Linked DNA regions of Zea mays: all the other regions are linked to region 1. A link is a contact called in public Hi-C data. All regions are on one chromosome and are shown on one strand. Each heading gives the region's core, a stretch centred on a gene start, on an enhancer-like site or on the middle of the called end of the contact. The rest is flanking DNA. Distances are from core to core; before and after follow the strand shown. Region 1 holds the start of LOC100275522. Region 2 holds the start of LOC100284569 (metal tolerance protein C3). Region 3 holds the start of LOC103649841. Region 4 holds the start of LOC100274910.

Region 1 (6,177 bases), core at 1,036-3,535:
ACAGGGACGCAGGCAGGGTGGCAACTGGCAACCGTGGTCGGGTATTAGGTATTTAGGGTTTTCACGTTTTGTGTGTTCAACTTGGGCCTTGGGCTGGAATCTGGAATTCTGGATTGCTGGAAGAGTGGAAGACAAAAACTAAAAGGCCCAGAACCGAATAGCCTAAACGGTATGAAAAGCGAGATTTTCTCGAATCAAAACGGTAACCGCAAAAACGAACGAAAAAACAGTCTGCCCGTTTTCGATACCGTTACCGAAGACCGTCTACCCGTTTTCGTCCCGAATCCGAAAAATAACCGAAGTATACGAAAACGATCCGAAAAAACCGGTAGTCGGAACGGGGCGGTACGGGATTTTTCCGCACCGTTTTCATCCCTACCCCGGCGCCTGTTTGTATAGGCCGCCAACGCAACGTCGGCGTCGGTGGCTTGTTTAATTTCCCCGGCAGGGCGGCAAAGCACGACAGGATCGCCGCCGCACGTGGTGGACGGGTTGGCCTCTATGCGTGCATCCTCCTACCCTGTCAGAAACTGGCCTCCGGTACGGTGCCGGTGCCGGTGCCGGTGCCGCGCGGGGATCGTGACCGTCGCATAAAACGGCCGGCCAAAGAGATTTCGCGGCGCGGGACGGGCACACCATTTGTTGAACAACAACAAACATGTGATCCCGCCCGCCCGGTGCGCGGTCAGCGTCAGTCGCGCCGAATGTACTACGAGATAAGTATACGCTGGGCTTGGGCTTCCTGACCGGACCGCGGCAAAGGGCGGCAGCTGCAGCAGCCATCGTGGCGGACAGCGTCGCGTGGGCGCGAGCACGACACGAGACGGAGACAACCTGTCGCGCTGCGCCGAGGCGGCGATTGGGCCGACACAGGCTGCTAGCGCCTAGCGTAGCGGGACAGCCGCGCTCGGCCGGCACCGGCAGGCACGGCACGAGCGAGCCAAGTTGCCGCGCGCCGCGCGCGAGGGACCAACGAACGGCCGCCGGGCCCAGCGCAACTGCCCGCACCGCACGCACCCAAATCTTCTCGCCCCGCCTGTCAGAGCAGCAGGTGCCGTGCGCCGCTCGGCTTGCATAGACTAGAATATACAGGCTACAGCTGCCACTTTGAAGGCTGGCTGAGGCTAGCTAGGTCATGCAATTAATTCCGGAGCTTGCCGACAGACGGCCCCACCCTGTGTGCACTTAAATACGCTCTAACCGTTTTTTTTCTAACAGGATACGGCAACGGCACCGACGACGGTTTCTTCTTCACTCGTCGCACTCCTACTAAAATGCTCGAGGACCTGTGTACGAGACTACGACTACGAGTACTCCTATACTTCGGTCGATAACAGAGCGCCCGTACGGAGATAGTATTAATAAACTACTGAGATACACTTGCATAGCCATCCATTGACTACGTACGTGCTCACATGCTGAGATTACAGCTCCAGCCTCCGATGCGAGCCGGTGCGCTTCGACTTGTTTACGAGCGTCTCACGATGTCGGCGTGTGTGCCATCGGCGCGGTCGATCGCACGCGATCCGCCACGCCCACCTTCCCCATCCCCCATGTCGCCGGCGTCTCCACGTGATCGCACGCAGGAGCAGGCTGGGATACACAGGCTGCCGGGCCGCGCGGCGCCATGTTCCATGCTCGCCCCGTGCATGCACAGCTGCACGCATCGTGCCCTACCGAACGTAGTACGGTGCGTACCAGCATCACAAGCTTTGGCCCGCCTGCTCGGCGGAAAGGCGACACGCCGGATTCCAGCCGCCCACTGGCCATGAAGGCGCACCACGATCTCACTGTCGCTCTTGCAAGTGGTGCGGTGCAAAAAAAAACATGACGATCGTGGGTCGAGCGCAGGGATGGCTGCTACAAACTTTGTGTTCTATGCTAGTAGCAAAATCATCCGATCGTAAATACACAGCAACAGCCATGTGTGTTTGTGTGACCGTGACAATGAGCTTTGGCAGTCTAATCCATCCACACCAGTTTCCATCACGATCCGGGACTCGCCTAGTCGGCCAGCCTAGGTGCGCTGCACCATGCACATGAAACCCGAGAAGAGAAAGAGAGGTCGGCGCGCGGCGGCTGCGGCTGCGGCGGCCTCTGCAGCCCACTCGCTCGGCCACTGGGGCAGGTCATCACATCAGCAGTCACCACTAACCATGCAGAGACACAGCCCACTTGCCTCGCCGCGCCGCGCTTCTGCCGAACCCAAGCCAGGCGCGGACCGGAGACCCCACCCGCATTCTACTACTACAAAAGGCCGCACGCCCAAACGCCTCGGAGCTCCACCACTCCCAGTCCCAGTCTCCCACCGTCCCACGAAACACACTCAACTCTGCCCCGAAGCGGAGAACCGCCAGCCAGACATGAAGAGAACCAGAGCGCAGCAGCCCAAGGTCGAGGAGCCGCAGGACCTCGCCGCCAACCTAAAGCCGCAGCGCCGGGACAAACAGCCGAGGCAGCCCAAGTCAGGCGCCAAAGCGAAGCCCGCGGCGGGCCCGCGCGTCGCGGCGGCCACGACCCTCGCCGCCGCCGCCGCCGCAGCAGCAGCAGCAGCAAATGCCGCCTCGGCCGCGTCGTCGCCCGGGCCGGAAACGGCTCCGACCGTGCCGGACGTGTGCGTCGGCGGGGACAAGGACGGGGACGCGGACGCGGACGCGAGCGCCGTGGACTGGGACCTCGACGCCGGGCTGAGCGCGGCGGCGTGGTGGACGTGGGGCGTGGACGAGGAGAAGCTGCTCGGCTGGTTCCCCTTCGTGGAGGAGGACTTCCGGTGCGCCGGCGGCGGCGCCGCCGAGGTGGCCGCCTTCGACCACGACATTTGGAGCATCTGGTGAACGAACCTTTGAGAGACAGACAACCGAGCCGGTGGCGATGCTTCTTTCGCTGGTCTTGCTCTGCCCTGCCCCAGGGGTTGGAGGTAGTGTCTTGGTACAGTGACGGGGGAATGCGGGCGGAGGATGTGTAGGCGAGGTTTGCTAGTCGACTAGATAATGCCGCGTGTCTGCAATGGCGCAATTCCAAGCGCGCTCTTCGTTGCTCCATCGATCGCGCAGTGTCTGCCCGGAAGACGTTCTCGATTCATACATAAGAACAACGGCAGCAATTTCAATCAAGCGCATCAGCACCCAAAAACTTGTTTAGCGAAGTACTGTATGCAGGATTTGATAGCTATGTAGAATTGTGCAGGCGGTGTGTGCTACTACGGGATTGCGATTTCAAGTTCACTAGAGCTTGGGCATGTGGGCAAAACGTTGCGAGGCCGAAATGTCGTCCATGTTTCTTCGCCGGTTACTTGGGTGTATAATGCAACTGCCCACACATATTGGAACTGCGCTCTGCGACTCAATCCCGAACAGTTTGGATATTTTAGCTGCTTACTCATTCCTAGAAAGGTCGTACATCCCCCTCCGTTTCAAAATATTATTGTTTTTTATATTTATATTCAAATAGCGGAGCATGAATCTAAACACATATATAAAATAAATATATTAGTTATGGTATGAATCAACTAAAAAGATAAAACCATCATTATTTTCGGACAGAGTGATATTTTTTTGTATACACGTTCGTAAGTATCATTGAATCGACGGTCTAATATATATCTACAACAAGCATATTTAGCTTTCTAAAAACAAATATATTTAGCTATAAATGTTGATAATACTAATTTCAAGTTTAGTCAGACACAATGTGTCTTTCTGGACAAAAGATTGGGTCGCAGGAGGTACTTAACTCTCTGTTCCGCAACCGTTTCTATACCAACACCCAGCAGCTGCTACAGCCTACATGACCATCACGGAGCCTAAAATATTTAAACAATTTCATCAGATTTGGTCACCTTAAATATGGATCAAACACTATGCATCACTCGTAAATAACATTATTTAAAGGGAATTTTAAATCAATCCCCTTGGTTCAGCAACAATGATTAGTTTTATCACTCTCTACTAGAAAAAGTGCTTTAGCTTCGATCATTACTACTAGAAAATAGTAAAAATGAGCAGTGTTAATGAACTACAGGTGCGCAGATTAAAGATGAAATTCATGCTGTCGGCACAAAAAGTAAAAATGAGCAGTGTTAATGAACTACATATGCGCAGATTAAAGATGAAATTCATGCTGTCGGCACAAAAAGAAAAACAAACAAATTTGGGTTCCTTGTCTTCGAGCATCAAATCAGTTTTTTTTTCCTTTCAAGTTTCAACGCCTTTTTTTTGGCAACTAATTATCCCGAGATGACGAGCCTAAATAGCCGTTCTTTGTCGTTTTCTGTTCGGCACAAAGTTTTGTTTGCGTACTGGTTTTATCTTCTGCCCAAAGCATAGCCTGCGGGCTGCGGCTCGAGTCTTGTTGACGCCTTTTCGGAGCGCCAAACATTCAACAAGAACCGTGGCGGTGCCCTCTGCACAGGGGCGGACGGTCCGCGCGCAGGGGCCGGACGGTCCGCGGCCTGGTGCGAGGCGCGGTGATGCTCTCTGCGCAAGGGCGGACTGTCCGCGGCCTAGGGCCGGACGGTCCGCGGCCTGGTGCGCGGCTGGGGCTTCTGCCTGACGGCCGGACGGTCCGCGCCCTAGGGCCGGACGGTCCGCGCGTACGCAGGGACGGCGGAAGATCACCGACGGCGCCTGGATCTCGCTCCCGGGAGGGACCCCGTCGGGGAGTAGAGATCCTAGGTGGTGTCTAGGCTCGGGCTGGCCGACCTAGACTCCTCTAATCGACGTAGAGTCGAGGAGAGGCGAAGAATTTGGGGATTGGATAGCTAAACCTAAACTAGACTAGAACTACTCCTAAGATAAAATGCGAAATAGAAGTTGTATTGATTCGATTGATGATTACAAATCGTCCGTAGACCTCTCTATTTATAGAGGAGGGGGGCTGGACCCTTTACAAACTAATTTCCGAGCTTATCCCATGATTTTAGCCAACAACCATGGCACAATACTCGGAACCCTAATCTGTTCTGCGCACGCGCGGACCGTCCGGCCCCCAGGCGCGGACTGTCCGGACCGCGGACTGTCCGGCCTCAGGGCCGGACCGTCCGCCAGTGCTCAATTACAGTTCAAACATATGCCCCCTTGCCTTTTGGTGGAGCTGGGCGAACCAAAAGCAACTAACTCGATGTACTCACATCGGTTCTCTTAGGCATCTTGCCACATACTAGGATGGTACTGTTTGAGGAAACGCCCATTCAAAGCCTTAGGCAAATCCTTGCCTTGTAATGTTTGTAGCAAATAGGCGTTGCCAGACATCACCTGTTTTACTTTATAAGGACCCTCCCAGCTTGGCGACCATTTTCCAAACTTCCGGTCTTTATTCCTTAGAGGTAAGATGGTCTTCCACACCAGATCTCCTACTTGAAATGACTTTGCTCTGACCTTCTTGTTGTAGGCCCTGGCTACCATAATCTTGTCCTTTTCTATTGCTCCCAAAGCTATCACCCTCTTGTCGGTCACCTCATCAATATTATCCATCATTGAATTATAATAATCAGTGACAGTTAAATCATTTTGTCAAGCGAACCTGACAGCATTCAAACTTATTTCCACAGGCAATACTGCTTCCTGCCCATAGACAAGCTCAAAAGTAGATACTTTAGTAGCACTATGTTTAGATATTCTATGAGCCCATAAAGCTTCGGACAAAATCTTATGCCAATGTTTAGGATTATCAGATATCTTCTTTTTTATCAAATTAATCAATGTCCTATTACTAGACTCGGCCTGTCCATTGGCCTGAGCATAATATGGAGATGAATTAAGCAGCTTAATTCTGTATAATTCAGCAAATTCACGTACCTCCTTTGACATAAAAGAAGTCCCTTGATCTGTAGTCAAGGTCTGGGGAATGCCGAATCTATGAATAATATGCTCAGTTATGAACTCAATTACCTCCTTGTGCCTCATGTTTTTCAGAGCAACGGCTTCAGTCCATTTGGTGAAATAGTCAGTGGCAACTAACACAAACCGATGCCCCTTTGATGATGAAGGATGAATTTCTCCAATAAAGTCTAATCCCCACCCTCTGAACGGCCAAGGCTTGATGATAGGATGCAATTCGGCTGCAGGGACCAACTGTAGGTCGCCGAATTTTTGACACACTTGGCATCCCTTGTAGTACTTGAAACAATCAGCTATCATACTAGGCCAATAAAAACCAGACCTTCGCAACAACCACTTC
Region 2 (6,177 bases), core at 1,618-4,117, 320 kb after region 1:
CATCTTGATGATGAAGTTCCTAGCAATGCGCGCAATATCATTGTGCTGGGAATATGGAACAATGAATCTTTCGTTTTGGGAAATAACGGAGATCATTATTAAATGTGGGATACAAATGTGTCGACACCTATCTTGCCTTTATAGATTGCAAAGGGATCCAAAACAAAGTCCTAGGCATGAGTGCTTGAAGCTCTCTTATCGGGTCAATGATAAATGCAATCGAGGCTGAACCAATAATCGCAAAATGAAAGTCACGAGCTTGAATTTCGGACATTTATGGGCACTATTGAAATAATGTGTGGTGAATGCGATGGTTCAAGTGGTCTTGTGAGAGACCCATCCCACGTATGTGTTGAATAAACACTGTTCCGCTATGTAATATATCTGGCAAATGGCATGAATTAAAATATGCAGTTAATAGGATTCTGAAGATCCGTCATGAGATCCTAGAAGGACTCATATATTTGAATTATAAATATGCAACATATAAATCTCATACCGAATAATACATTCCTGATGAATGATCACTCTCCTATGTAGGGAGAATATCTCCTAGTTGAGACTATCGTTCCCAGATGGAACCTATCCAGAAGAAACAAAGTCTGTGTTGAACACCAAAGTTTGATAATCTCTGTAAAGGGATAAAGACCCATACAGACCCGAAAAGGAATAAGATGAGGTACCAAAGGACTTGAAGTTCACCGAATAAGCACATGTGCATTCCATGAGTTTTACTCATGGTAATTTCCACTAGATGTGGAATTACGGTATCCTCAAAGCCCTGATGACAGAAACCTATAAGGTTTAGGTGTTACTAGCAAAATATCCCCATTGTGCTAGAATGACAGACTATAACGATGTATCTGATCGATGAAAAATCCCTGATGGATTACGATCTTAGATGGACTTTTGTTACACCATCATAGATGTTGCAATGGATGAACGCCTCAAGCGATGTATCATATTTAGAATATGTACTATTGCAACTATATTATCCCCTAAGTCCTATTGAAGGACATGTTATTTGCTTTGCACAACTATGTATAAATTGTGGTGTAAGATAGAAAATGATAGCACCCCAACCTCATTCATTCTCGTTATTCCAGATGAACAATGAGACATATATCTTGAAGAATATGCTTGAGTTATGAAGGATAAAGACTTTGACAGATGTCATCGTCAGGGGGAGCGAATGCTTATATTGATCACAACCGTGAGACAATAAATGTCATATTCTATGCCCTGAAGGCGTGAGCTTGATGATCAATATGTGAACCTTTATAAAACTTTCTATCAAATATATAGATCTAGTCGATCGAACACCATCAGTCAAAGTGGCTTATTTATATTGATACGTGCACTTACCTCGTATATCCTAGAAGTGAGTAGAGGTAAAGTTCCTGAAATAGTCCTTGCAAGGATATGCAATCCGTTTGCTGAATCTTTATGTGCATATACTTCCAGAAGAATATGTTTTGCCTTATTGATACGATTTTGCAAGGATCAGGGGAGCACATTTCTAAAGTTAGCCCTTGTAGAAGATTCGATAGAATCTAGATCCCAAAGGATCGAAATCTGTCCCGATGACAGTTGTTGTACTCTTTTTTCCCTTGGTGAGTTTTCTTGAAGTTTCTCACATGAGGTTTTTAACGAGGCAACAAAATGCAAATGCAATTTGTATCACCATGCACTCTTTCTCCATATTTTTCCCACTGGGTTTTTCGGAGTTTTAACGAGGCATGTGTTGGTCGCGGTATTCGCCCAAGGGGGAGTGTTAAGTAACCCTAGTTAGGGTTATGTGGGCAAATACCTGCTTTGCCCCTGAGGGGTCTCACATCTCTATATAAGGAACATGTACACCCCTCATAATACATAGAATAGAAAGATGCCAGAGGCCCAACCCTACATCATGTGTCTTGTGTGCTCTCTGTCGTGCTTATGGGAAGGGAGACGGGTACTCTACAGCTTCTTACGCCTCTACTGCTGACGGGAGGGAAGGGAGCGGATCTGGTGATCCGTGGTGACGTAGTTCTCAACAGTCCCATCTCTCCGCATCAGCTCCCACTTCGGGTGTGCCGCGTCGGCCACTCCAACGTGTACCGCTCTACCGCCGTGTCGTCTTGTCAGTGTCCCCGTGCCCGCACCGCATGCAGACATGGCCTGCTACTGCTAGGCCGGAGTCTGCGACCTGACCGCGCGCCGCCGGCTGATGGAGGAGTGAGCTGACCTGACCCAAGCCCTGTCGTGACTCGACAAATTTTAAAGACTGTGCAACAAAGGTGACTCGACGGGCGCTAACGCACAAGTTTTTAAAAGCGAGGCATGCATGCACCAAATCTTTCAAGCCGTCACGACCCCCAACCGCGCCACTTCCCCCTGCCCAGCCTCTCACATCCGCGCTCGATCTCTCGGATAAAAGAAGAGAATCTATATAGTGCAAACTAACCCCTCCGTGTAAATATATATAGTGCAAACTTCTAATTTAAATCACATGATTCTGATAAGGGGGCGTGCGGGGGTGTGAGAGGGGAGATTTAAAAAAATGTGATTAGCAGTGGATAGTTACGTGTAAAATTATCAAGCCCCTGTAGCGATTAATATCATGTGACCTAAATTAGAAGTTTTATAATTGCACGGAGGAGTTGGTTTATACCAGATATGTTCAACACAAGGGTCGTGTGGAAAGCAACAACGGACGAGGCGACGTACGCGCGCGCGGCCGGCGCGCACCTCGCCGTCCCAGCCACCTGCCGTTGTGCATGCGCTCTCAATCTCTGATCTAGTCATCTGATCTGTGCGGGAGTGTGGCCGCCACCACCACGACCACCACCATAACTGCTCATCTATATATAAAACACCCCCACCACACCGTTCTCCCCCACTGTCCTGCCGCCGTCCGATCCTGTGGTTGCGCCGACTCTCTGGCCGCGCTAGTCCCCATTCCTTCATCCGACGAATCTACCCTCGATCGGATCCTCTGGCCGGCGGCATGGGCGACGACGACGACCACAATGAGGGGCTGAGGGCGGGGCCGACGGCGTCGTGGCGGCTCAACGTCAGCGACTTCCACATGCCGGAGCGGCCCAAGGAGCCGCCCTTCGTCGCCAGGGTCTTCCTCCGCAGCCACGGTACGTACGGGCACCTCCGTCCAACTCGATCCGAGATCCTGCAGAAGTGCAGATCAATCGTGTCTCTTGTTTTTTTTTCCTTTCCATTTGCTATACACATGCAACTCCGCTGCGGGTTTTGTGGTAACTGATACGACCTGATTGGCGGCGGAAACTGCTAAGAGTACTACTAGGCACGATTTTTTTTTTGCCTCTTTTTAGTGATCTTAGATTATATAGTTAACTCCAAGATAATACCACCCGAACGAAAAAGATCGCCATGGCAAACCAACCACGATGATATAACAGCAACAAACAAAAGCGGTGCTTAGTGGAGTCCCATGTGGACCCTATAATTGTATGGACCTTTTAATCATCTTTTTTTTTCGTCCTCTGCATGGCGCTGCTGCATGCTGCTTGCACACACTTATTGCAAAGTACCGAAGTGGCGATAGTTACATACTTCTAGTGTATTCAAATTGCTGTCACGAAGGCAATGGCCCGTATTGGTTTCCTCGAGCTAGCACATTTTCTGGTGAAAAAAAAACTAGCTAGCGTTTTGGTAGAAAACACGTGAATTACGAAGAACTTTGATGCTGTAATGAATGGCGTAACAGTGCACATCATACAGTAATTACAACTTAGAAAATACAGAACTGAAGTATAGAACAAAACATAGCTTCTAAAAAGAGAAAAATCAAGAAATACCAGTGCTATAATTAATGATCGAAACAAGTGCATATCATACTTTCATATTGAACTCGATCAGAAACTCATGAATTGCAGTACGTAGTATAGATCAAAACATAATTATCAAACAGACAAAAGCAAAAGAACATTGATGCTAATGAAATAATTGCAGATTGTACCATATCCGTGACTATCAGCTATAAAAAATAACCCCAACAAACATCGTTCTGCTACAGTATTAAGTGCAAGCAAAACCCTACAGTTTCAACTCACACTATATATCGTATGCATTGCAACATCGCGCGCGGCGCAGCAAATTGTAAGTATTAAATAGAAATGTAGTTGCAAAATAATAATAAAAAATAGTTCGATAGCAACCTCCATGCATGCATGTTTGCACGAATTCTGTCTCGAGAAAGTAGTCTTAATCAGAGTAGAGTAAGACTTAGAGTGAAGCGTAGTTAAAAAAAAACAGTCCAGTAACTGCATGTGCTTACGTACCCTAGTTCGTTCGTTGTTCCAGACTGGAAGGCGTTTCGGTTGAAGCCTAGCTAGTCTCGGTCTTGTCGTGGACACGGTCGAGGGCATCTATGCGGGAACGTTCCTTTTGAGCTTGACGACAATCACAAGGCGACGTCGTCGCTTGGACAAGTCCAATCGCGCTACTGCCACTCTGTTGGCATAAATAAATATATACAAACGAACGACAACAACTGTTTTGGCCTTCGTTTCAAACGAAGGAAGAAGAAGAAAGTTTTTGGCCTGCTCTGCCTGTGATGATCCACGTACGTACGTAGTACACAGCACGCCCTCTGATGATTCACGTTTCGTGCTGGTAAAAGATGCTAGGAGTCAAGGACTGATCCGTATAAAATACTGAAAGCTTTCATGCAGCTGGACTATTCAGCCATGGAAACGTGTATTGCTGAGTGCACGAAGTCCTGATACGTACTTATCGTCCCGTTGCTTTGCAACAAAGTATAGTTAATGTGACTTCAGAAAAAAAAACTTTACTCGCGCTCGTATTCCCTCTAACCTCACATTAGGGCGTCCGCAATGACTATCTCAACTAGCTAGCTGATGTAGAGCGAGAGTGGATCTAACTAGTGAAATAGCTAGCTATTGGGGACACCTTTATAAGGGCGTCCGCAATGGTTGTCTCAAATAGCTAGCTGATGTGGAGCTCGGAGAATAATAAAAATAGTAATTTAACTCACCACTAGTACTTGGTCCTACACGTAATACACTTATTTTCTTGGAATACGTGAAATCTTCTATCTATTTGCTCGTCGCTAACTATTCTCGTCTTATCTACAATTTCAATCCACGTAGGGAAGAGAGTGAATCTAGCTAGTTAAATAGCTAGCCACTTGGGACGCCCCAATGCGCTCATGTAGACTAAAATTAAAAAAAAATCAATATTTAAACCATGATGTAGTTAATACTAGCACAGTTAAGTCTGTAAGCGTAAGTGTACTTGTTAGTAATCATTTAAAATTTCCTAATAATAAATAAACAAAGTAAAACAAAGTAAATAAATGGTTAGAGCACAATTCGTTAATTAATGGTTAGAGCACAATTCGTTAATTGATTAACCATGCCATATATGCTACGGTGAACCATGACATGAGCTTTCGCTTCGCTAAAACATGCGTTGCGGTGGAAACGACTGTTGTTGGTGCCTCATCGTTTACGTAGGTTATTACGGAATGGTAAAATGATCTGGCAAAATGTGTTCGTATGTTGGTGGATGTGTACGTCCCCGCGTCTTATTTCTTCTGCACGCGTGGCCTGTAGAATTTATCTGTGGCACGTAGAATTTATCCGGGGCGCGTAAGACTAGCAGCTACTCCTAAATAAGATGACTACTACCAAGACGCAACAAACTGCTTTCGGAAAGGTCGAAAGCTATGATGGAGCCACTGGCGCTTTTACGTCGATGTTACTTTCAGTGACGAATTCTCCAAGTAGTTTCCGTGGCTCTGTAGCAAGCAAATTCCTGTACAACTTGGCAACCTTTCGTCAGTCGACGATGCCCGCTAGAGGCGGAAAATCCATTGTATTACAGGCGTATTTCTTCCTATCTTTAAAACAGTAGTCTTTTTTACTCTTGGTTTTTATGTCTATATTCAAATATAGGAAGATGAATCTAGACATATGTAGAACATATACATCCAATATTTGATGAATCTATTATTTATCTAAAACGAATGTTATTTTGGTATAAAGGGAGTACCGAGATATTCTATTCAACTTCTGAATCGATAAACGAGGTAAGAGAGAGAGAGCATAGGCTTGTTAGTCCAGCTAATATGTTGTTATTAGCTTGTTATAGCTATAGTTGATATAGCTGATAACTAATAGCTATTTAAAATATATA
Region 3 (6,177 bases), core at 2,284-4,783, 280 kb before region 1:
GCAGCCCTCAGGCAAACGCAAGTATGCAGTGCAAAGCGTCGTAGACGCATCATTTTGTCCGGCGGAGAGCGCTTTGCGGAAAGCCTCAAAACAGAAACGGTAGGGGTGGTACGCACGGCCGGCGGCGGCAGGCTCGACGGGGGGAGGGAGGGGTTGGGAAAAAAACGAAGACTAAACGTCCGCATCGTGGCGTACAGCGTGCCGCCGTGCGTGTACCACCGTCCGCACGCCTGGTCCTAGAATAGGATAGCCACTCCCACCCGTCGTGTACTCGTGCCACGCCGGGGATGCATGGCATGGTATGGTATCCCGTCGGATAGGCGGATAGCGCCACGCCACGCCACGCCACCGCGGCAGCCGGAATCGAGGCACCTCCTCTCTTTTTCCGTCCACCCCCCAACTTGCGGCTGCGCGCGGGGTCCCGGCCCGATTCGAACCGAGCCACAAGATGCGGCCTCATCGGGAACCTTATCTCCAGCGCGCGCGGGAGAGGCACCTGCGCCGCGCGCGCGCCACACACGCACGCACCGGCAAAGGTCCGGTCCCCGTGCCCGCGCGCCGCGCCAAGGATGGTGGCGTGCCGCTTGCCCCGCCCCGTAGGACGAGAGCGAGGCAGCGGGCCAAAAGCGCGCCGAGTGGATACGTCCCCGGCCGGGTGTAGAGAGAGAGTGAGCCAGCAGAGCTGCAGAGGAGGGTGATGAGGTGGTCTGGTCCGTATCCGCGCGTACTCGCTCGCTCGTCTCTCTCTCTCTCTGTGCATGTGGGGTTCCCGGCGGTCTACTTGCGCGGGGACTCGTGAGCGCAATGCCGCCGGCTGCGGCTGTCCAGCGGCAGTGCAGCGGTGGCCGAAAGGACATCTCGGATGCGACAAGCGCGCGGCATGGGTGGCGCGGAGCCCACGCCGAGTCACGCAGCTCTCGCCGCGCCGGGGGGGCAGTCTGGACTCGCTGCAGAAGGCAGGTGCTTGCCTTGGGTGTCCACTGTCCGGTCACAATCAGACTAGCACTAAACAAAACACTGAGAAGGTGCAACGATGCAGCGGATATAATTGGTTACTCCCAAGTGTGTCCACACAATTACACACCCCGCGCCCGTGCACAAACGATTTCCTACGAAATCACAACGAACGGGAACAGTTGAATATTATCAAATCAAATATATCTATTTCGGATTGGATAGTATCTTAACTTTGCCTAATTAAAGATAAAAAATACTCATATTTATAGTATCAAGTAAATTGTATTAGATTAGTTGTAAAAAATATATTATTTCCGTAACAAATCAGTATAGGAACATATGAATATTATACATCCACTTGAACATAACTCAGCCTGCAGGTATACTGTTGTTTTTGGACGGACGGACTACTCTAGATTATAGAATATCAACATGTTGTTTACTGTTCCGCACTGCCCAAAAAAGGAATCTTTGATTATCACGACGATCACGGCATAAGCATCCACCCGCATTAGTCAAACGACACTACGCAGCACGACCTACGTTCCGGGATCGCACCATCGAAGAGTCCACCACAAGCTCGGAACCACATCAGCATTCGAACCAAACACAGTAAATAAAGGCGAATGCGCGCACAGCTACCACGAAACTTATTTTTTTCCCTTTCATTGCTTAATAGTAACAGCTCAATGAACTTGTCCACTACAATGTCTTTGACAAGCATTACCAATTACCAAATAACAAAGCAAACACTTAGGCACTATACCTTAAACCTTAAACATAATATAACCTACCAAAATTACCTCTTCTCTCCGGCCGCTAATGGTGGTGTGTTCGGCAAAGAGGAAATCTCCTGGGCACGAGCAGATCCAACTTGCCCGGGGAAAAAACCCAAGATATCTCATCTCCCCTTTCCAAGCACACTCTCAGGGGCTCGTTTATGAAACCAAACAACCCTAACATATCAAGGGCACACTCCCTTTTAATTCACACGCAGAAATCAACGGTTTGCAGGAAGTCGTCCATGCCGCGGCCGAGGTCGCAGCCGGGCATCTCCGGGAAGACGTCGTTGATGTCGTCGAGGTCGAGGTCGATCTCCATCTCCTCGTCCCCGAAGTCCCCGAGCAGGAGGTCATGTTCGTCGTCCAGGCCGAAGTCCGCATCGGAGAGATCCAGAGCGTCCAGCCCGGCGCGGAAGTCCAGCGGGTCGATGTCGGGCAGCTGCAGGCCGCGCAGAAGGTCCTGGTAGAACTCTGGGTCCTCCGGCAGCTGCGCTGAGTCGGTCGACGGCCGGGCGGGCGTCGCCTCTGGGGACTGCGTGTTCCGCGCTTCCTTGCTCGGTTCAAGCACGGACGACGGCGACGGGTGCGCGAATGGAGCGGTCGAGGCGGACGACGAGGAGGAAGCCGTCGGGGTGCTGCCGCTTGCCGGAGTGTCTGCTGAGGACGCGGCCACGGGCAGCCCGCGGCGGCGCCGCTTCTCGTCGGCGAAGCTCCGGGAGGCGGACAGGTAGGCCGCGGAGGCCGCGCCAGCGGTGTCGAAGGTGCCAAGCCACTGCCTCTTGCCGGTGAACGGGTTGCGGATCTCCGCCGCCCACTTGCCCCACTTGCGGAGCCTCACTCCGCGGTAGCGCTCCGGCGCCCCGCCGCTGGTGCACGCGGCGACAGCGGCCGCCGCCGGGAGAACCGGCTTGGCTGGGGCCTTGCCGATGAAGGCCTCAAAAGAGAAGCGCTTGGTCCTTGATGGGGTGCCGCCGGCCTCCTCGTCGTCCGAGTCGGAGTCCGAGTCCGTGGCGTCGGGGTCCTCAAATAGGACACGGACGCGGCGCCTCGGCTGGACCGGCGCCGGCAGCTGCTGCGTCCGGGACTTCAAGAGGGCAGCAGAGGGTTTAAGGCCAAACTCAGACATCTTCTTAGCGTTGGGCTTCTTCGCCAGGGCCTTCTTGAGGAGAACCTGTTGCTGGTTCAACGGAGACATCTCTCTTCTATCTCTTCCGACGGGGAGAACTCCAAAACTTGTCGCCAAAATTGCCAAAAACTATGGGGGAAAACTTCTAAAGAAAAACAAGAAACTCTGGGTGCAAAAAAAATGACGGAGACGAGCGCAAATCGGCCGAATCCGTCAATCTCCTCTACAGAAGCCGCACGGCCTTATGTGGAGGAATCCGGAATACTTCACCCCGAACCCGTCCCTGCCATCACAAGTGATTTTTTTTTTGTCAAAACCCCATGGAAAGAACAGCCAAGAAATCACCAGATCTGGACGAACAGGGCCATAGAACCCGGTCAAAACCACCCAGATCGATGAAAGAATGAACCTTTTGCGGGTGAAATTGAAAGGAAAAGAAAAAAGGCACGGACCTGAGCATCGACGAGGATTTGTTCCAGCCGTTGAGCCCCTTGCGCATAGATCGGCCAGAGCAAGCGAGGGCGCGGAGGATGACGGCGAAGACGGCGATGATGAGCGCTACGACCACCAGATCGGAAAAGGGGCAAGAAGACATATACGAGAGTTGTCTGCTTCTTCTTCTCCGACGCCGGCGCCGTCGTCGTCGCCTCCGGCCTCCCTTACACGCGCTTAAACCCCAACCCAAAGCGGCGAGAGGAGCGAAAGGGGTTGGCCACGCCTCGTCCGACGATATTTAATCCCCTTCCCCATCCACGACGTAGTGCCCGCCGCACCACGCGAGACCTCGCGTCACGCGTCCGGATTCAGCTTCCCACACTGCCATATGGGCCCAAGCTAATCTTGGACCCGTGCGTCATTGAAGATTATCGGCTTAACGGAAAAGGAGGAAAGGACGGCCGCAATTTCCTGGCGCTGAGAACGTACACATGGATCTGCCAATGCTGTGTTGTCAAGCACACAGTGACTTGTGGACCCAAGGTACGGTTGGCCCCACAGTCAGTGTACAACGTGCTGGTTGCCTAGTAGTAAAGAACTATTCCGTGCCATGACCTCATGCATGGTCAGATTTTAACTGACATGTGGGTCCCTGTATTTTTGTCCCCACCCATCATCGAAACGGGGGGTGGAATGAAGTGGCGATTGTGTTTTGCTAGGGCTGTGGGAAACCATTTTTTTTTGCATTTTAATTTTTTACTAAAAGAATATACGTTTGGTTTTATAAAGGATGTAATATGATTCTTTGAATCTTTTTTAGACGCCATAAGTCATGGTACGACGCTGGTGACTTATGGCGGCGACGTAAAGTGTTGGGTGTCTTCTTTTCCGACAAAAGTTTTCAACAAAAACATCTTCGGTAAAATGGTACATAAGTCTACTTTTTTTCTGCCGAAAATTCTCAAGACAGACTTAATGTAGAATCAACATAGTCAAATGTCAAAGCTACCATTTAGTTTCTGTTCAAGTCAAGCAGAAGAAGAAAAGACCAGATAGACCTTGTTAATCTAGGTTGTCTCTAGATGAATGTTGAGGGTCGTGAATGTAATTTCCCCTGGGATGCGTCCCGTGCCTATAAATAGATGAACAATAACACCCTACTGTTCACGCTGAATTGTAATCACTCGCTCGCATCTTCACCTTCGAGCAAGCCGAATGTATCAATATAACGTGAATTTTATTGATATTTATACATGTTTTACGGAGTACAAGTATGAATGTATTAAAGAGTAATCATCAATGTATTTATCTCTTTACATTTTTATTTATTTATGATATGATGAAGGCATGTCCTTCATGGCCTTCGTCCGATGATCATTGAATCCAAGAGGAAACAATGTTTCGGAGGACGAAGGTCTTTAATCCCTAGCGACTGTGTTGCCTTGTTCTTAATTCACAGCATTCGAGAACAAGTGACCAACATTGGTGCCCACCTCCGGAGAACTCACTTCCACGACCACGACAATGGCTTCGCAAGGTGATCAAGTTGTGACACCTTCGGCTACGAAGCTGGTGCTCCCAATCACGGAGGTTCAAGTTCTGAGCCAGCTAACAAGAAGCAGAAGAAGGAAGCACAGAGAATGGTACAACATGTTGGAGTATAAGGACCCTTCATCAAATCCAAATGGTCACACATTACAATCACCTTCTCTCAGGAAGACCTCAGCTCAAAGACTATCCCCATAACGATGCAATGGTCATATCTTGTGTTATCAAAGGGTTTCTGGTTCACAATGTCCTTGTCGATACAGGCAGCGTAGCAGATATCATCTTCGCAAAAGCCTTCAGGCAGATGCAAGAGCAAGATGATAAGATACATGATGCAACACATCCCCTCTGTGGCTTTGGAGGAAGGTAGATAGTGGCACTTGGCAAGATAACAATGCCGATTACCTACGGCTATGTTCACCATACAAGGACAGAGCAAGTCGTCTTTGAGATTGTTGATATGGAGTATCCATATAATGCAATCATTGGGCGAGGAACATTAAACGTCTTCGAAGCAATACTTCATCCATCATATCTATGCATGAAGATACCATCAGACCAAGGCCCCATAGTTGTGCATGGGAGTCAAGAGGCTGCTAGAAGGGCCGAAGGGAACTGGATAGATTCAAAGGCTATTCATAACATAGATGAAGCAGAAGCTCATCAACAGTACAAGCACAAAAGAGATAAAGCTACCTCCGTAGATCAACCGAAGCCCATGCTTTTATGCGAAGATATAGTTGAGCTAAAAGTGCATTCATCCCTTTTGTGAGTTTTGATGATTTGGATAACAACACATTTAAAGGTCTAACGATTTTGCTAAGTGTTGAACAAGAAATTCAGTATGATGAACATACTTGGATAGTGTATAATGATCAGTGAACAAAGGTTCAACACGAGGTTAAATAACCAATTAGACAATGCAAATGGATATAATATGATCTCTATATTGGTCTGAATATATGGACAAGACCTGAGAAATCACTTCATACATATGATCAGAATAGAGGATGAAATGATTAAGAGGATTGGTCAAGCCAAAGTGAATAAGATATGAGGAATCGTGGATTGGCTTGACCATATTACTATCAGTCCATATATGCTTCTATGAGAATCAAACTAGAGTTTGATTAATCTTAACGGTTATATCTAGAAGACATTCAAGCAAGGTTCACAATATTGAAGAAATGATTCTCTCAATGAATGATCAATATGATGTGACTCAAGAATGGCTTGATAGGGTGAAGATAGCAAGGAAAGGGCTTCGAGGAACTAAGCGAAGGTGAAGGCCAAGCGACGGCTTGTGGACCGAGGTACCATGGTGTAACA
Region 4 (6,177 bases), core at 1,910-4,409, 270 kb after region 1:
ATTTCTTCTCCTTCCCTTTGTTGGAGGAGCTCTTCTTCTTCTCCCTCCTTTTGGTGCGGGACTCTTCCGATGAAGTGCTCCCTTGGCTTGTAGTGGGCTTTTCGCCGGTCTCCATCTCCTTCTTGGCGTGATCTCCCGACATCACTTCGAGCGGTTAAGCTCTAATGAAGCACCGGGCTCTGATACCAATTGAAAGTCGCCTAGAGGGGGGGTGAATAGGGCGAAACTGAAATTTACAAATATAAACACAACTACAAGCCGGGTTAGCGTTAGTAATAAAGAAACGAGTCCGCGAGAGAGGGTGAAAAACAAATCCCAAGCGAATAAGCAAGTGAGGCACGGAGATTTGTTTTACCGAGGTTCGGTTCTCTCAAACCTACTCCCCGTTGAGGAGGCCACAAAGGCCGGGTCTCTTTCAACCCTTCCCTCTCTCAAACGATCCCTCGGATCGAGTGAGCTTTCTTTTCTCAATCACTTGGAACACAAAGTTCCTACAAGGATCACCACAAGATTGGTGTCTCTTGCCTCAATTACAAGTGAGTTTGATTGCGATGAAAGGATCAAGAAAGCACGATTAAAAAGCCAAGCGACAAGAGCGACAAGTAACACACGGATCACTTCCTCTCTCAAGTCACTAATCACTAATGATCTCTTTTCTCAATTGTGAAACTTGGAGAGGTGGAGGCTTTGAATGTGTCTTTGAATGGAGTGCTAGCTCTTGTATTGAATGTTGAAGGTTGGAATGCTTGGATGATTTGAATGGAGGTGGTTGGGGTGGTATTTATAGCCACCAACCACTTCCTAGCCGTTGGGCCTTTCTGCTGAGCGCGGACGGTCCGCCCTCCTGGTGCGGACGGTCCGCCCCTGTAGATCAACGGCTGAAAATGCAACGGTCAGCAGTAACGGCTATATCAACGGCTATATTGCATTTAATGCGTCGTCAGATGTCAGACAGAGCCAGTCGCGGACGGTCCGGTCGTGCACCCCGGACGGTCCGCGAGGCCCTCTATAATTCATTTCTCCGAACCCGTCACCTTCGGGTTTTTCGGTTTCTTACCGACCGGACGGTCCGCGCCTGAGGCCGGACGGTCCGCGCGAGGGCTCGGACGGTCTTTGCTTTTCCTACGGACAGTCTGTAGTGGAAACTTGTGTTTTTGTATTGGTTCTGTCCGAGGGTCATCCTTGTGTCGCGGACGGTCCGCCGCAAAGGCCCGGACGGTCCGCGCTTGGCCTGTTTTTCCAAAAAGCTTCTCCTGTCCGGAATAATCTACGGTATTCCGGTCAGTCGAATTAGTATAGTTGTAGATGAACCTTTGGCACCTGTAGAACATACAATCTAGAGCAAACTAGTTAGTCCAATTATTTGTGTTGGGCAATTCAACCACCAAAATAATTTAGGAACTAGGTGTAAGCCTAATTCCCTTTCACCATGAGTGCGTCGTAGGGCAAGTGACGTGCAGGCCATTAATGTGTCGCGGTCCCGGGAGCTCGTAGGTCATGAATGTGTATTTGACCCGAGGGGTTATGAGTGGGAAGTGGATCGGCGCCCGCGCTATGGCTCAGTGCCAAGCATGGTTAAATGTGGTCGGCTATTTATGATAGGCCAGTCTAAGGCCAGACGCGTGATCCACTCGAGTGATTCCCTTTCGACAAGCTCGTCCCCTCCCATCTAGTTCCGTCACGCCCGACCTTGGGCTCGATGGCGCGAGGTTCGACCGGGGGTGGACTCTTTCAGGGTTGACGTATCCACCTCTCTCAACTGACCAACGACCCCAACGATCAAGGGCTCTTTCCTCATTGCACTATCTAACTGGCAGGTCCTAGAGACCAGGGATCATTTCCTCGATAAGTGTAATCCCCGAGTCAATTACCAATGGAAGTCCTTTATCTTAGCTACGTTCCGTTTTAGCACTTTGATAATTGTGAAGTCAATGAATATGTTGGTGTCTTCGACATCTGTTTCTTGTAAGTCTAATACCCTTTATGTTATTATTAGAGCATTGTGCAATGGTATTTTATCTATGTAATCGTTGTGTATGTGAGTTCTTATCCTTCCACGTACATAGTTCACATTCGGTTTGACTTCTGAAACCGGGTGTGACACACAAGCTATATGCTAGTGAGGGCAAGGGGGAGGGAAGGGTTGAAAGATAAGGGATAATGCAAATAATATTGTCCATTGGATTTATGTGAGTAAGGGAGAGTGAGTTATCCAACGATCTGAACCATTGGTTTTGATGGTCTGTTAAGCCTAAGTGCAATTTATTTGGTGGATTTAACCATGCACGAGTATAGGGACGTGCTCACGCACATAGCCATGGTGTTGACCATGGAGGCGGAGCGACTAGACGTGCCCTTCTAGTTTAACCTAGTCGTATCCCGGTTGGAGGCGCTGGACATGGAGTAGCTCCAAGTGAAGACATGTGAGGTGCGGGCCATGAGCTTATGACCTCCAGTCTATAGCTGCACTACCTCCTAGCCTCCCCTGACGACTCTGGCAAGGATGGCTGCCACCAACAGAGCAACGACATCGACAGTTATCAACGACACCTGAGCCTAGAGACCAGTGTGTCCCGTCGATGTCGTGCGCGGACACGTTCCTATGTGCGATGTGGGGCCTATCACCCAAAGTGGTGGTGGTGGTTACAAAATAGAGTCGTGGCACAACGTCGCGACGATGATGAAGCGGTTCGTGGAGGCGCTAAACTACTACGTGCATCGTCTGGTGGTGCAAACCTTTAGGGCTTGTTTGGGACAAAGGGTAATGGAGGGAATTGAGGGGGCTATAATCCCTCACTATTCAAAATTAAGTAGTGAGGGATTTTAGCCCCCTCAATCCACTCCATTACCTTTGATCCCAAACAAACCCTTAATGGACTAATAGATACTCCCTCCGTTTCTTTTTATTTGTCGCTGGATAGTGCAAAATTGCACTATGCAGCGACAAATAAAAAGAAACGGAGGGAGTATCTTTAATGGGGTAATTTCTTCATGCTACCCATCTCCAATTCTCACTTATGCTACCTCTGTCGACAACTATTCTTTTTTAGACCGTAGTGTTAGCTAGAACTATATAACAGTGTGCATAAACAATTGGCCCATCGTATAAAAAGAAGACCACTCCATCGCCCGGAGAAGTTTCAAAGAAAAAGAACATATTTCCGCATAATTGCTCTTTCCGCCTTATAAACCAGCGGTCCTTTTTCTTTTCTTCGAAAACACTCCTCTAAGCCACCAAACACTTGCTATGCCCGCTCCTCCCCGCGCACTGCTCAGCACGCCGTGCCCGTGAGACCATGGACGCGAGCGCGGCCACCGCCAGGCGCAAGCGCAAGCGCCCCGACGCCGACATCACCGGCGACGCCGACGCCGCCGCCGCCGCTGCCGCTGCCGCCGCCCCGGTCGCCGTCGACGAGGCCTCGGACGCCGAGGTCGAGGAGTTCTACGCCATCCTGCGGCGCATCCGCGACGCCTCCCGCCGGCTGTGCGGCGCCGGCGCCCGGCCCGCCCCGCGCGCGCCGGCGTGGCGGCCCAGCTTCTCCTGGGAGGACTTCGCGACCCCGGCCCCTGGCGCGCCGGCGCCTGAGACCCCGACCCCCACGCAGCAGGAGCCGGCGCAGCCGCGGCCCGACGAGCCTGTAGCCGTCGTCCGCGCTACCGCCCCGTCGCCGCGTGCCGGGCTGGACCTGAACGCGGAGCCGGAGCCGGAGGCGCCGGCCACCCCTCGCTCGGCGCGCGTCCAGGCGTAGCGTAGCGTAGCGCGCGGCGCATCGTCACCTGCCTCCTGCACCGCGCCAGCCAAGGAGAGCCGTAGCGTGGGGCCGTTGGGCGTGCGCGTCAGCTCGGCTGCTGCTGGGAGGTGGCTGGCCCGGTGAGTCGGTGATGTCATGTCAGCCGAGAGCCGACGGTGGTCGCAATCGTCCGCGGGCGGCACAGCACAGCACACACAGTGCGTACCTTCCCCTCGGTGAATTACTGATCCGAATCCCCATCATGTAATCGTAATTTTTTTAGTGGCTCTCTTTGGTGCGCTGCTCCGTGTGGACAGGTGAGACTGGTTCGTTGCTTTGGTTGCAGGAAAATACCTTTTAATCGGAGCAGTTGATGTACCGTCCGAAAAAATGACGTGTTTAACTATTCGTTGCGTTTTATGTATTATTTTTAACCTATGACTGCTAACGATGGCATGTTTATTAGTTTTATGTATACAGTATTATATTAATGATATATACTATTAATATAGCATAGCTTTTGGACTTGAATGGATCTGTCCGTTCGCACACATATTATTGTAGCACATTTCTTCTGTGATGAACAAACTGTAATTCTTTTTCTTACCGATTTGGAAGGTTAATTAATTAGGATAGTGTTTCGTAAAAAAGAAGAGTACCTCTGTTGTCATAGCATCTTCATGAGTACCCAATAAAAATTTGCAGCATATATATTTTTGGACTAAAAAGCATCGTCAACAATTACCAATCCCACCTGCTACTATCTTGTAGCGCTGGAAAAACTCCCCCCCCCCTCCCCCCCCTGATCCGCGGATAATTTTGTGGACTTTTTATTTTGTCGCGCTCGCGCATGCAGTATTTCATTTATTTTTTACTTGGTGAATCGTAACCCGTCGGCCGTCCATGTGTACAAGGCTTACTGTACGAGCTGTTGACTTTGTAGGCACACGTTTTGAGTGCGCCGCTGCCGCCGTTCCATTTCCCTTCACAAAAAAGCAAGTTGATATTGCTACTGATAGGCGAGCCAACTTTGATTGCTAACCATCGGACAGCACCAGGGAAGGACAAATGTATTCCGACGCTGTACGTAAATAATTGAGAAAGAACCATTCATTACCTTGGTTGTATGGTCAAGTCAAAGCAAGTATATGATGACACATTGTCATCGTGGCCCCGAATACAGTATATAGTAGCTCTTGACCAGACATGGAGCCTAAAGCACGCAATCAGTTGCTTGTTGGAGCGATCGATCTACGTCAAGATTATTGGCAAATCAAGTCTAGAGCCCGACCATCTCGATCTGTGTACGAAGCATCACAGATTCACGACTTCCGTTTCGGTACTACGCGGGTACGTACGCTCTAGGCGTGTGAACCCAGGAGACCGGCCGGGGACCTAGCGCGAGTGGGGGCAGGGCTAGGTTTGAACGCACATGGCGTAGCGTTTAATTAGACGCGCAGTAGAGCAACGGGGAACGGAAGCTCAGTGTGGTCGTGTTCGTGTGGACGGACCGGACCGCGCATGCCATGCACTGCACTGCACAGCGCCAGCTGCGTCGTCTGTGCGCTGTGCTGTGCCTGCGTGCACGCGTCGCACGGTTCGCCCCCGCACGGCACCACCGCACCATGTGCTACCTACTGGTAGCAGAGCAGAAGGCACTAGGCAGATATTGTAGACTTGGATAGCAGTAGACGCAGCAAAAAGGTCGTCGGGCACGCACATGGTGGCCCGGCGCCGGTACCTGTCTGTCTGCTCTAGTGCTTGCTAGTACGTACTGTATGTGGACAGCTGCCATGGCCGACGCCAGCAGGCACACGTCGCCGCGTGACGCCAGGTGCGTGCGTGCGTGCGTGCGCGATGGACATATGTGGTGGACTGGTGGTGGTGGACACACTTGGTTTGGTGCCAAGCGGGGCCGAGACCGTGATGCATGCCTGAGGTGACTCTCAGGTGAGGTGTACGTGTGGGGTGCGGGCCGTGCTCTGCGCCCCGCCCCGTGTCCCGTCTGCTGGGTCGGGTGGCTGTTGGGTCGCCGGCCGCCGGATATTTTAATGCGACCGAGTGGACCGCGTCGCCGACTCGCCGTAGCCGCCTAGAGGACAGCAGACAGATACTCGTCGAGTTCTCGAATCGTTTTCTGTGACTTGGACGCAGGAAACACGAGGGAGAGCGGTCTCGCTAGACAGACACCATGGGGATCGCACACGTGACACGACACGGTACGGTACGGTGGATAATAATAAAATAAAATGCGCTTCGGACCCATCGCGTCACAGTCCGGTGACCGGGTCGTTGCTAATCTCTTTCGCTGTCATGTCCCCCCTCCCGACTCCTCCAATTCGGCCATTCCCGGCCGGCCTGCCTGTCAGCAGTAGTATAATGGAGGAGCGTGAGAACGAAGACCATGCACAGCAAGTAACTGAGGTTCATGAAGCAATGCCACAGA

Evidence for each region. A called contact is a pair of places that touch in the nucleus more often than the background predicts.
Region 2: a Hi-C map of bundle sheath shows a contact between it and region 1, with 6 times the contacts expected there. The contact joins the promoter of LOC100284569 here to the promoter of LOC100275522 in region 1. A contact is called at or near these places in 3 of 25 Hi-C or Micro-C datasets (bundle sheath, ear and leaf).
Region 3: a contact with region 1 is called in a Hi-C map of leaf, with 4 times the contacts expected there. The contact joins the promoter of LOC103649841 here to the promoter of LOC100275522 in region 1. A contact is called at or near these places in 10 of 25 Hi-C or Micro-C datasets (bundle sheath, ear, leaf and 3 more).
Region 4: a contact with region 1 is called in a Hi-C map of leaf, with 6 times the contacts expected there. The contact joins the promoter of LOC100274910 here to the promoter of LOC100275522 in region 1. A contact is called at or near these places in 4 of 25 Hi-C or Micro-C datasets (ear, endosperm, leaf and 1 more).

What each region holds. Positions count from the first base shown.
Region 1 is chr3:22,729,576-22,735,752 of Zm-B73-REFERENCE-NAM-5.0, forward strand. LOC100275522 reads left to right here and starts at 2,286. Exons shown (of 1, transcript NM_001149581.2): 1 at 2,286-3,431. The coding sequence starts at 2,364. The coding sequence ends at 2,834. LOC103649849 (a long non-coding RNA gene) reads right to left here and starts at 35. Exons shown (of 2, transcript XR_563747.4): 1 at 1-35.
Region 2 is chr3:23,046,555-23,052,731 of Zm-B73-REFERENCE-NAM-5.0, forward strand. LOC100284569 (metal tolerance protein C3) reads left to right here and starts at 2,868. Exons shown (of 6, transcript NM_001157464.1): 1 at 2,868-3,128. The coding sequence starts at 2,990.
Region 3 is chr3:22,452,869-22,459,045 of Zm-B73-REFERENCE-NAM-5.0, forward strand. LOC103649841 reads right to left here and starts at 3,534. Exons shown (of 2, transcript NM_001323508.1): 1 at 3,318-3,534; 2 at 1,599-3,148. The coding sequence starts at 2,934. The coding sequence ends at 1,945.
Region 4 is chr3:22,997,466-23,003,642 of Zm-B73-REFERENCE-NAM-5.0, forward strand. LOC100274910 reads left to right here and starts at 3,160. Exons shown (of 1, transcript NM_001149162.2): 1 at 3,160-4,156. The coding sequence starts at 3,297. The coding sequence ends at 3,749.